Linked DNA regions of Mus musculus: all the other regions are linked to region 2. The links are chromatin contacts, called in public Hi-C and HiChIP or PLAC-seq maps. All regions are on one chromosome and are shown on one strand. The core of a region is the stretch at or near the end of the contact, and the rest is flanking DNA. Distances in the headings are between cores, read along the strand shown.

The links. Hi-C and Micro-C count contacts between places; a contact is called where the count stands out from the background. HiChIP or PLAC-seq counts read pairs in DNA pulled down with a chosen protein or histone mark.
Region 1: an H3K27ac HiChIP or PLAC-seq map of embryonic stem cells shows a contact between it and region 2, with 6 read pairs. The contact joins two enhancer-like sites. A contact is called at or near these places in 9 of 39 promoter capture datasets (the HPC-7 cell line, cranial neural crest, embryonic stem cells and 5 more), 1 of 15 datasets of contacts at CTCF or cohesin (the NIH/3T3 cell line), 5 of 115 datasets of contacts at active chromatin or transcription factors (embryonic basal ganglia, embryonic stem cells and extraembryonic endoderm stem cells) and 3 of 9 other capture datasets (adipose tissue, liver and pancreatic islet).
Region 3: a Hi-C map of embryonic limb bud shows a contact between it and region 2, with 3 times the contacts expected there. The contact joins two enhancer-like sites. A contact is called at or near these places in 18 of 39 promoter capture datasets (3T3-L1-derived adipocytes, the C10 cell line, the HPC-7 cell line and 10 more), 2 of 15 datasets of contacts at CTCF or cohesin (the NIH/3T3 cell line and large pre-B cells), 93 of 484 Hi-C or Micro-C datasets (the 3T3-L1 cell line, 3T3-L1-derived adipocytes, B cells and 57 more), 12 of 115 datasets of contacts at active chromatin or transcription factors (the HL-1 cell line, bone marrow-derived dendritic cells, craniofacial prominence and 6 more) and 3 of 9 other capture datasets (adipose tissue, liver and pancreatic islet).

The regions. Positions count from the first base shown.
Region 1 is chr6:72,861,642-72,864,943 of GRCm38.p6, forward strand. It overlaps Kcmf1 (potassium channel modulatory factor 1), which reads right to left. Exons shown (of 7, transcript NM_019715.2): 2 at 117-284. Among named protein-coding and RNA genes, the nearest start is that of Kcmf1, 37 kb to the right of the region's middle. Within about 2 kb of position 1,285, at least 7 of the 459 cell types and tissues checked have an H3K27ac peak or open chromatin away from gene starts, as enhancers often do. A contact at or near this core is called in embryonic stem cells, where this site is marked.
Region 2 is chr6:72,634,597-72,638,033 of GRCm38.p6, forward strand. All of the region lies in intron 4 of Tcf7l1 (transcription factor 7 like 1 (T cell specific, HMG box)), which reads right to left. It overlaps Gm15401 (predicted gene 15401), which reads left to right. Exons shown (of 5, transcript NR_040422.1): 4 at 1,726-1,943; 5 at 2,483-3,121. Among named protein-coding and RNA genes, the nearest start is that of Gm15401, 7.0 kb to the left of the region's middle. Within about 2 kb of position 1,690, at least 128 of the 459 cell types and tissues checked have an H3K27ac peak or open chromatin away from gene starts, as enhancers often do. A contact at or near this core is called in embryonic limb bud and embryonic stem cells, where this site is marked.
Region 3 is chr6:72,804,476-72,807,788 of GRCm38.p6, forward strand. No RefSeq gene overlaps it. Among named protein-coding and RNA genes, the nearest start is that of Tcf7l1, 17 kb to the left of the region's middle. Within about 2 kb of position 1,641, at least 18 of the 459 cell types and tissues checked have an H3K27ac peak or open chromatin away from gene starts, as enhancers often do. A contact at or near this core is called in embryonic limb bud, where this site is marked.

The DNA.
Region 1 (3,302 bases), core at 35-2,534, 230 kb after region 2:
ATGAATCTGAACTCTTGGAGGTGCTTATGGGATAGTTTCAGGATGTTTTGTTTTTGCTTTTCATACCCATAGAAGCCCCTTAAATGATAATAATTGATTTTGCATTATGAACTTACCAAAGTCTACCCTTGTTAATATGCACTGCATCGGGTGGTCAGTTGTATGCCTTGTTGTCGTTGCCCCGCTTTCATAACAAGATGCACAAAGATCGTAATCGTAGCAAATTAAACACTTATATCTGCGACCTCGAAAATTTCCTTTTAAACATGCATCACAGCTGACACCTATAAAACAAGAAGAAGCACCTTCAATCAGCGGCTGGGAAGGGTCAGTGTGGAAATGTTTCAGGGCTCATTTGGCCCAGAGAGCCTTTCAAAAACAACCAGCAACAACACAGTAAAAAACACAGTAATCTGAGCAGTGTGGAAAACTCCTTACTCAGAAAGGTCAATCCTAATGAAGAGGACCTCAAGACGGGTGGCGGGAGGGGCAAAATTTAGGGAGTTTTAGGCCACCAGATGATAAGATGCTACTGGGGTAAGGTGTCTCCAAATATTTCAAGAAGTGTAAAAGCCCTTGTTAAAAAGTGCCTTGTGATCTCAGAAAAGGTGTAGTTACATGCTTTTTTTCTATAGGTTCACAGTCTATATGGCTCAAAATGCCACCAATTATCTGGCAGGTATAAAATCCTAAGAACTACATACGTTTAAACTATAATACACACAAAGAAACCACAATCAGACTGTAAGTTCATATCAGAAACAAACAGCAAACACTTAAATACCAATTCTTCTTCAGTTTTTGTTTTACATAATGTCTCAGTAGGAAGCCCAAAATGACCTTGAATTCATGATCCTCCGGCCTCAACCTCCAAGGTGCTGGGATTACATGTTTACAGGTGTGCAACAATTTTTCTGAACTCCTAAATAACAAAGAGTGGGGGACAGGGTCTGACTGTGCAGCTAGACTTTGGTTGACCTTGAACTCACTGGGATCCACTTGCCTACGCTTCTAGAGTGCAGGGATTAAAGGTGTACAACAATTCTTTGTTTGTTTGTTTGTTTGTTTTTGGTTTTTTAGAGACAGGGTTTCTCTGTATAGCCCTGGCTGTCCTGGAACTCACTTTGTAGACCAGGCTGACCTCGAACTCAGAAATCCGCCTGCCTCTGCCTCCCGAGTGCTGGGATTAAAGGTGTGTGCCACCACGCCCGGCACAACAATTCTTAGTATGTTTAAACAAAGAATAAATGAGGGGGCACTGTGTAGGTCAGCCTACTCTACATAGTGAATTCCAGGACAGTCAGTGCCACAAAGGGAGACCTTGCCTAAAGGGAGGTGGGGGATGAGGGGTGGGATACAGGGAGTAGGGGTACTTCAAGAGCCAGATAGGAGATCTATACTAAATCAAATGTTTAGAGTTCAAATTTTTAAAAAATTTTAATTGAAAAGTCAAAGCGCAGGATTAACAATAGAAAATGCCCTTATTTGTATGTGTATACTTTTTTTATGCAGAAAGCACATATAGCTGAACTCAACTGGGCCAGTGTGTTAGATAAGAAAGAACAGAACAGGTCAGCTAGACAGTGAGTGGTGCTGCACACTTTAGTTCCAGCACTTGGAAGGCAGAGGCAGGTGGATCTCTGTGAGGCCAGCCTGGTCTACAACTCCAGAGCAGGCAGGACTTCAAAGAGAAACCTTGCCTTAAAACAAACAAACAGGGTTGAAGAGATGGCTCAACAGTTAAGAGGACTGACTGCTCTTCCAAAGATCCGGAGTTCAAATCCTAGCAACCATGGTGGCTCACAATCATCCGTAAGGAGATCTGATGCTCTCTTCTGGAGTGTCTGATGACAGTTACAGTGTACTTACATATAATGAATAAATACATCTTGAAAAACAAACAAAAACAAACAAACAAAAAAGAGAAAATAGAACCTTAATAATATATTAATGGTATTTTTTCACTCCAAAATAGAAAGGCATTCAGTTTTTTAAAAAGCAGTTTATGATTCTACCTACATTAGTCAAATTCAGAGAGAAAGAAGACAGTTGGTTATCAAGGGCTAGGGAAAGGGGGTGGAGGAAGATAGGGAGTGTCTGTCTACTGGGTAGAGTTCCATTTTGGGATGATGAGAAAATTCTAAAGATGGATAATGATCAGGATAACAATGGAATATACTTAGTGCCACAATAAAGGGCAGACCATTAAGAAAAAAAACCAAGCTTATGAATAAATCTAATCAAAGACAGGAAGCCTTTTAGGAAGAAATTAGTAAAAATGTATTCAAAGACATTTTAAATACAATTTTAAAAAATGTTAGGGCCTTCGGAGCTAGCACCTGAAGGACCTGAGTTCAGATCCTATCAGCAAGTGCACACTCAATCCCAGGAGAGATTAAAGGCTTGTGACACTACCACTTGAATCCAAGGCAATGGTCATAAATAAAAGCATTTAATTAGGGGCTTGCTTATAGTCTCAGAGGCTTAGTCTATGGCAAGTATGGAGGCACCTGTGGTAGCTGAGAATAGCTGAGAGCTTTACATCTGATCCCCAGGAGGACCTACAGGCAGGTAGGAAAAGAGTCTCTGGGCCTGGCGAGGGCTTTGGAACGTCAAAGGCCACCCTGCCACATCCTGTGATACACCTTTGCTAAAAAGGTCCATATATCTCCTAATCCAGGCACTTCACCAACTGGGGTCCAAGTATGCAAACACGAGCCTGCTGGGGCCATTCTCATCCAAACTGCCACACTTCCCTTACACTGACTGCTTCTGTCACATATTGTGTCCTGTTGACTAATATATACACCACGTAATAGATTCAGGATACTGGGGTACGGTGGTTTGAATAGGTATGGTTCCATAGACTCACATGTTTGAATGCTTGGCCCATAGTGAATGGCACTATCAGGGGGTGCCTTTGTTGGAGAAGTGTGTCACTGTGGGGGTGAGAGCTTTGAGGTCTTCTATGCTCAAGCTATGCCTAGTGCTGCACACAATCTCCTGCTGCCTGTAGATCAAAGATGTAGAACTCTCAGCTCCTTTTCCAGCACCATGTCTGCCTGCATGGCGGGCTTCTAGCCATGATAATGGATTAAACCTCTGAAATATGTAAGTCAGACCCAACTAAATGTTCTCCTTTGTAAGAATTATCATGGTCATTACCATGGTGTCTCTTTACAGCAACAAAACCCTAAGACACTGGAGTACCACACAGACTAGATAGATAGGCAGGCAGGCAGGCAGACAGATAGACAGACAGACACACACAGAAATGGCTAAGTGGTTAACAGTGCTGCTCT
Region 2 (3,437 bases), core at 440-2,939:
GTTCCTGGGGCTTCCTGGGTTTCCAAGTCTTATAGCAGGTAAAGTGGGCAGAGCAGGGATGAGAGCAGGAAAGCCCATCCTGATCATGAGGTGTGCTGCTGGCCTTGGTGGTGCAAAAAGGCCTCAAACCGAGTAGCTTCCTAGTTAGTCCTCTGTACTTGTTAGCTGTAGCAGCATAAGGTGAAACTTAAATACTGCCTTCACATTTTCAAAGATTTATTTATTTTATGTATGTGAGTACACTGTAGCTGTACAGATGGTTGTGAGCCTTCATTTGGTTGCTGGGAATTGAATTTTCAGGACCTCTGCTCACTCTGGTCAACCCCGTTCGCTCGGGTTGGCCCTGCTCGCTCAGTCCCTGCTTGCTTGGGCCCAAAGTACACTGTAGCTGACTTCAGACGCAACAGAAGAGGGCGTCAGATCTCATTACGGGTGGTTGTGAGCCACCATGTGGTTGCTGGGATTTGAACTCAGGACCTTTGGAAGAGCAGTCAGTGATCTTACCCACCAGCCCATTCACTTTTTTGGAGAATTTTTTTTTTTTTTTTTTAGTTTTCTAGAGACAGGGTTTCTCTGTGTAGTCCTTGCTGTCCTGGAACTCACTCTGTAGGTTCTCAAACTCGGAGATTCGCCTGCCTCTGTCTCCCAAGTGCTGGGACTGAAGGCGTGTGTCACCTACACCTGGCTGCTTTCACTGTATTTCCTGGCCATCACAATGATGAATATACAGCACAAGAAAGAACATGTGCAATAACTAGCTCTGACATCAGATTTCTAGGAACCAAGTGAGTGTATCCAAATGATGAACCTGGGTTTATAGGGGCCAGCCTGTCAAAGGGTAATTTTCGGCACTATAAACGTAATAGGGCTATTGAATTACAGAGAATGTTCAGTGGGTCAAGGTGGATGCCTGATAACCTGCCATCTCTTTCTAGATCCCTCAGGGTAGATCCTCTGACCTCCACAAGAACACCATGGCTAAAGGATGCCCACCCACATACACACAAAGAAATATAATGAATAAAAATAGAGAGAATTGCACAAACCATGATACAATTCATAAACAATGATTCTAAAACTGATTGCTACATAATCACACAGCTAAGCCAGCCCCTGCCAACAACGCCCCATGTCATTTATTTATCTTTGACAACATCGCATTATATAGTCCAGGCTAGTTTCGAACCCATGATCATCCACTCCAGCCTTCACGCTTCAGTTTTTAATTTATATTTATTTGTATCATTTTTGTCATTTTATAGTGAGAACTCTTAGGCTGGAATATGTAGCACAGTTGTTTAGCATCCTTGAAGCCCCACGTTTGATCTCCAGCTCTGTGTAAACTGGGTGTGGTAGCATAAACCGGTAACGCAGACACTTGCACTCAGGAAGTAAAAAGATCAGAGGTCAAAGGTCACTCTTTGTTACATAGTAAGTTAAAAGCCAGCCTGGACCAACCCCCTTCCATAAATAAACTAAAAAGTTTCAGTTGCCTGCTTACCCTTCAGTCAAAGAACACATAAAGGGAGTTCAATTTGCAAATCTAGGTATAAATCTAAATGACCTGCGGGTTATAATTTTGTACCACTAGGGGGCATCATTGTCCAGAAAATGGTCCGCGAGGGGCTGGACAGGAAGTGTTGCTGAGCAAGAGTTGTCCTAGAGGCTGGCCTGTCCTCTTAGGAGGCTACCTCCCACTCTGTCCTCACCCACTTCTCTCTCCAGCTGTCCCCAGGAGCTTGATGAGCACGGCAAAGGCTGAGGCTACCGTCAGGAATGCAGAGCCTCAAGTGGACAACCTCAGTACAAGACGTAGGAGCCACACGGGCTTGCTCAGCAAGGAATGCCATCCGAAACAGAGCCAAGTCCTTCCAGCAATGCCCCATCCGAAACAGCCAAATCCTTCCAGCAAGCTACATAGGTCGAGCACCTTCTCAGCCCAGGTATCTTGACAACTCCTCTCCCTGATCCATTTTAAAGTTTTGTGTGTATGTGTGTACACAGATGGAGACCTGAGGAGGGTCTCCTTGATCTCCTTTTGACTTACTGAGGTCTCTTGCTGAACCCAGAGCTTGTTGATCTTGGCTCAACTCCTTGCCCTGTCTTTATAATCTGCTAAATCCATGCGAGGCTGCCACAGCTGCCTGGGTTTTATGTGTTCTGAGCATCCCAGTTCCTTCTGGTCCCCACACTTTATCTGCTGAGCCATCTCCTTTGGCCCGCAGCTTCACCTTGCTGAGGCAGGCTGTGTAACTTAGTCTGCTCGATGACCACCACAGCCTGCTTCAGTCTTTTCCCTTTTGAAGCTCTTCAAACTCACAGCTCTTAAGAAAGCAAAGGGGTCCCCAGGGCATATTTTAAGCCCAAAGTAAAACCAACCCCTAAGGGCTCGCCATGGAAAACTGTCCACCAGAGGAGTCCCCCTCCCTCTTGTTGTCCTTCTTCTTTTATAGATTTATTTATTTGCTTATTTCATGTATAGGATTGCTCAGGTGTTCATGCACACCAGAAGAGGGAATCAGATTCCATTATGCATGGTTGTGAGCCACCTTGTGGCTGCTGTGAATTCAACTCAGAAGAGCAGCCAGCCTCTTAACTGCAGAGCCATCTCTCCCTTAACCTGATCAGAAACCAGCTGCATGGGATTGATCGCTCAGGAGAGTAGACCCTTCCCTTCTGCTGTCAATCACGATGGAGTCCTGGACTTGACAATGGCTGCCCAGGAAATCACCCAACATTTCAGTAGACAACTAACAACGCTATTCAGAATATGAGTTTTGTCAATCATCCATGACCCCTTAGCTGATAGAGAAGGGCAGGGCTCCCGGGGAGAATGGACACTGAAAATGTTTGCAGTGACATCAGTTTCTTTGAAACATCCCAAAGTCCATGGGGAGGGAGCAGGTCCAGTAGAGGTCGTTCCTTCAGACACACTGTGGGTGGTGTCTGCCAGAGCTGGTCAACTGTGGGGCTGGTAGGGGATCCCGGAGGACTGAGACTCCACAGCAGCACCCTGCCACCCTCCGACTCTGCCACCTGCCCCGGAGCAGCTAAGCCAGGGGTCCCTCCATTCTTCTGTCACCCGACCCAGGTAAATAGAAGAAAGTATCAGCTTTGCCACATCTCCTGACTCTTAACCTCAGGTTGGTTGCAGGAATATCCCCAAGCTCCTCGTGTATTTCCTAAGTGTGTTCCTAAGGTCTGAACGGCGACTTAGCTGGGCTCCGCTAACTGAGATGTGTTACAAGAGGAAGGACCAACAAATAAGCAATGTGTCAACCAGAATATAGTCCCAAGGTCCAATTCTCTTGCAGCAGATCTCACATTCCACATGGCAAGAACTCATTTCCGGTTTGTTTGCTTGTTTACTTGGGTTTTCGAGACAGGGTTACTCTGTGCAGACCCGGCTGTATGGGAACTTACTTTGTAGACCAGGC
Region 3 (3,313 bases), core at 391-2,890, 170 kb after region 2:
CTGCAAGAACACTCTACTTAGAGCTCTCGGTACTTGAGCTCATATACTTACATGAGAGTCAGGCAGATAGACTCCTCAGATGTCGGCCCGCGGTGCTGATGTCAGTGGAGATTGCTGCTTCCCTGGTGGTGCTCCCTGTTGGTGCTCCCTGTGGGAGCGACGTCACCAGCACATCCATCCCCTCCCATCCGAGGGGATGAACACAAATCAGTAGTTTAGGTAAAGAAACCTTCAGCTTTTCCTTCAAGAAAATAAAAATCAGCCAGGTGTGGTGACTCACACATGTAAACCCATAACAAGGAAGGGAGAGGCAGGAGGATTGCTCCAAGTTCTCAAGGCCAGCCTGGTCTACACGTACCTGGCAGGCCAGGGCTGCATAGATAGAACCTTTCTAAACAAACAAAGAAGCAAAACAAAACAATTTAATTGGTTATTATATATATATATTTTTTTAAAGATTTATTTATTTTATTATATTATATGTGAGTACACTGTAGCTGTCTTCAGACGCACCAGAAGAGGGAATCAGATCTTGTTATGGATGGTTGTGAGCCACCATGTGGTTGCTGGGATTTGAACTCAGGACCTTCGGAAGAGCAGTCGGTGCTCTTAACCACTGAGCCATCTCACCAGCCCCGGTTATTTTATATTATGCAAGATTAAAATCTTATTAAAAGAGGTGTGTGTGTGTCTGTCAGGCGGATCACTGAGTAGATAAATGTGCTTGCTGCTAAACCTGACAACCTGAGTTCAAACCCAGGACCCACGAGGTGAAAAGAGAGAACTCACACATGTTACTCTTTGGCTTCCACATCCTTCTGAGGCACACATGCCTATGCGCATGCGCACAACCTCACAGGCAGGCAGGTGCGCGTGAGACATACACACACACTACTGTAATTTGGAAAAGGAGGACAGTGAGATGGGTTACTTGGAAAAGGCACTCGCTGCCAAGCTTGACAACCTGAGTTTGATTCCTGGAAACTCCGTGGTAGAAGAGAAGAACCAATTCCAGCATGTATCCCCGAACCTCTATAGGCATGGGTAAATGCATGTCTCCAAAAAAACAAGTAGAAAATGTAACAAAAACATTAAAAAAAAAAGAAGAAGAAGAAGAAGAAGAGGAAGAGGAAGAGGAAGAGGAAGAGGAAGAGGAAGAGGAAGAAGAAGAAGAAGAAGAAGAAGAAGAAGAAGAAGAAGAAGAAGAAGAAGAAGAAGAAAGGCCCGGCGTGGTGGCACACGCCTCTAATCCCAGCACTTGGGAGGCAGAGGCAGGCAGATTTCTGAGTTCGAGGCCAGCCTGGTCTATAAAGTGAGCTCCAGGATAGCCAGGGCCATACAGAGGAACCCTGTCTCGAAAAACCAAAAAGGATCAAACCACTGAAGATGCGTCCCGGGCAGAGCCCTGCACTGAAGCCCCACACTGCAGTGTGTCTGTACAATGAGAGATGGCGTGTAATGTATGCCTTTTTCTCCACTGAAACCTAAAAGGAAGCCAGATGCCATGGCACATACCAGTACTCTCAGCATTTGGAAATTTGAGGCAGGAGAATTGCCACATATTCCAGACCAGCCTGGGCTAGAGAGTGAGACCTTGTCTCAAAGAGCCCAAGCCAACCAATTAAAGAACCATAAAACCTGTACTAAAGTGACTTTTTATGGAGGTGATTCATGGCTGCCCTTCTCAGACTGGCTGTGTGATGAACAACATAGCTCAAATGACTCCCCGGAGCTTGGTGGGTGTGAGTCTTCCTGCTTTTCACATGTGTAAGATCTTCCAAATTTGCTGTTTTGCGTGTGGTTCAGGGAACCCAACCCAGGGCCTGCACGTGTTAGGCAAATGCTTTATGACTGAGCTAGAGACCCAAGCTGGATCCATTTTTGAAATCTCTTGACTTTTCTATTCCTTTAGACAGTGTCTCATGTGTCCCAGGCTAGCCTCATACTCTATATGTAATCAAGAGTGACCCTGGACTTCTGATCCTCCGCTCCCACCTCCCTGAGGTCACAGGGTCTCTGCAGTGGTGGGAACGGAGTCAAGAGCTTCAGTTATACTGCCCAGGCCCTCTACCAGTTAAGCTATATTTCCAGCTTCATCCTTTTGTCTCTCTTTGTTGTTGTTGTTGTTTGTTTGTTTTGTTTTTAGAGACAGGGTTCCTCCATGTAGCCCTGGCTGTCGTAGAACTCTCCTTGTAGATCAGGTTAGCCTCAAAGTCAGAGATCTGCCCGCTTCTGCCTCTCTAGTGCTGAGATTAAAGACTTGTGCCACCACCACCTGGCATCTTTTTGTCTTTTTTAATAGAGAGCTTCATTTAGCCTAGGGTAATTTATAAACTATAGCTGTACACTAACAGCTGACAATGATCTTAAATTCCCGATCCTGCTGCTTCTGCCTCCTGAGTGCTGAAATGACAAGGGTGTACCTCCAGGCCTAACACTTGGTTCTATCTCAAAAATTTTCTTTTCTTTTCTTTTTTTAAAAAATATTGCCGGCAGTGGTGGCGCACGCCGGTAGGATTTGCTGAAGGAGGCAGAGGCAGGAGGATCACGAGTTCGAGGCCAGCCTGGGCTACACATTTGGGCTGGTGAGATGGCTCAGTGGGTAAGAGCACCCGACTGCTCTTCCAAAGGTCCGGAGTTCAAATCCCAGCAACCACATGGTGGCTCACAACCATCTGTAACAAGATCTGATGCCCTCTTCTGGTGTGTCTGAAGACAGCTACAGTGTACTTACATATAATAAATAAATAAATCTTTAAAAAAATATTTATTCATTTACTTTATGTATATGAGTACACCATTGCTCTCTTCAGACACACCAGAAGAGGGCATCAGATCCTATTACACATGGTTGTGAGCCACCATGTGGTTGCTGGGAATTGAACTCAGGACCTCTGGAAGAGCAGTCAGTGCTCTTAACCACTGAGCCATCTCTCCAACCCCAAAATATGTAGCCCAGGCTGACCTCGAACTCATGATCCTCCTGCCTCTGCCTCCTTCAGCAAATCCTACCGGAGTGCACCACCACAACCGGCAACAATTTTCAAAAGCATCCAGGCAGCGGTAGTGCAGGCCTATAGGAGGCAGAGGCAGGTAGAGTCTGGTCTACAGAGTACACACACACATACACACACACACACACACACACACACACACACACACACTAAATATATAAATAAAGAATTTTAAAAACTGACATGCATTCAGGATAAACAATACTTAAAACAACAGGCATGAATTAAACTGTAAAACATTTGAACCATTTTACCACTATAAATAGGAATTAGCGTCACAAGACTTCTCCAGTCTGTTC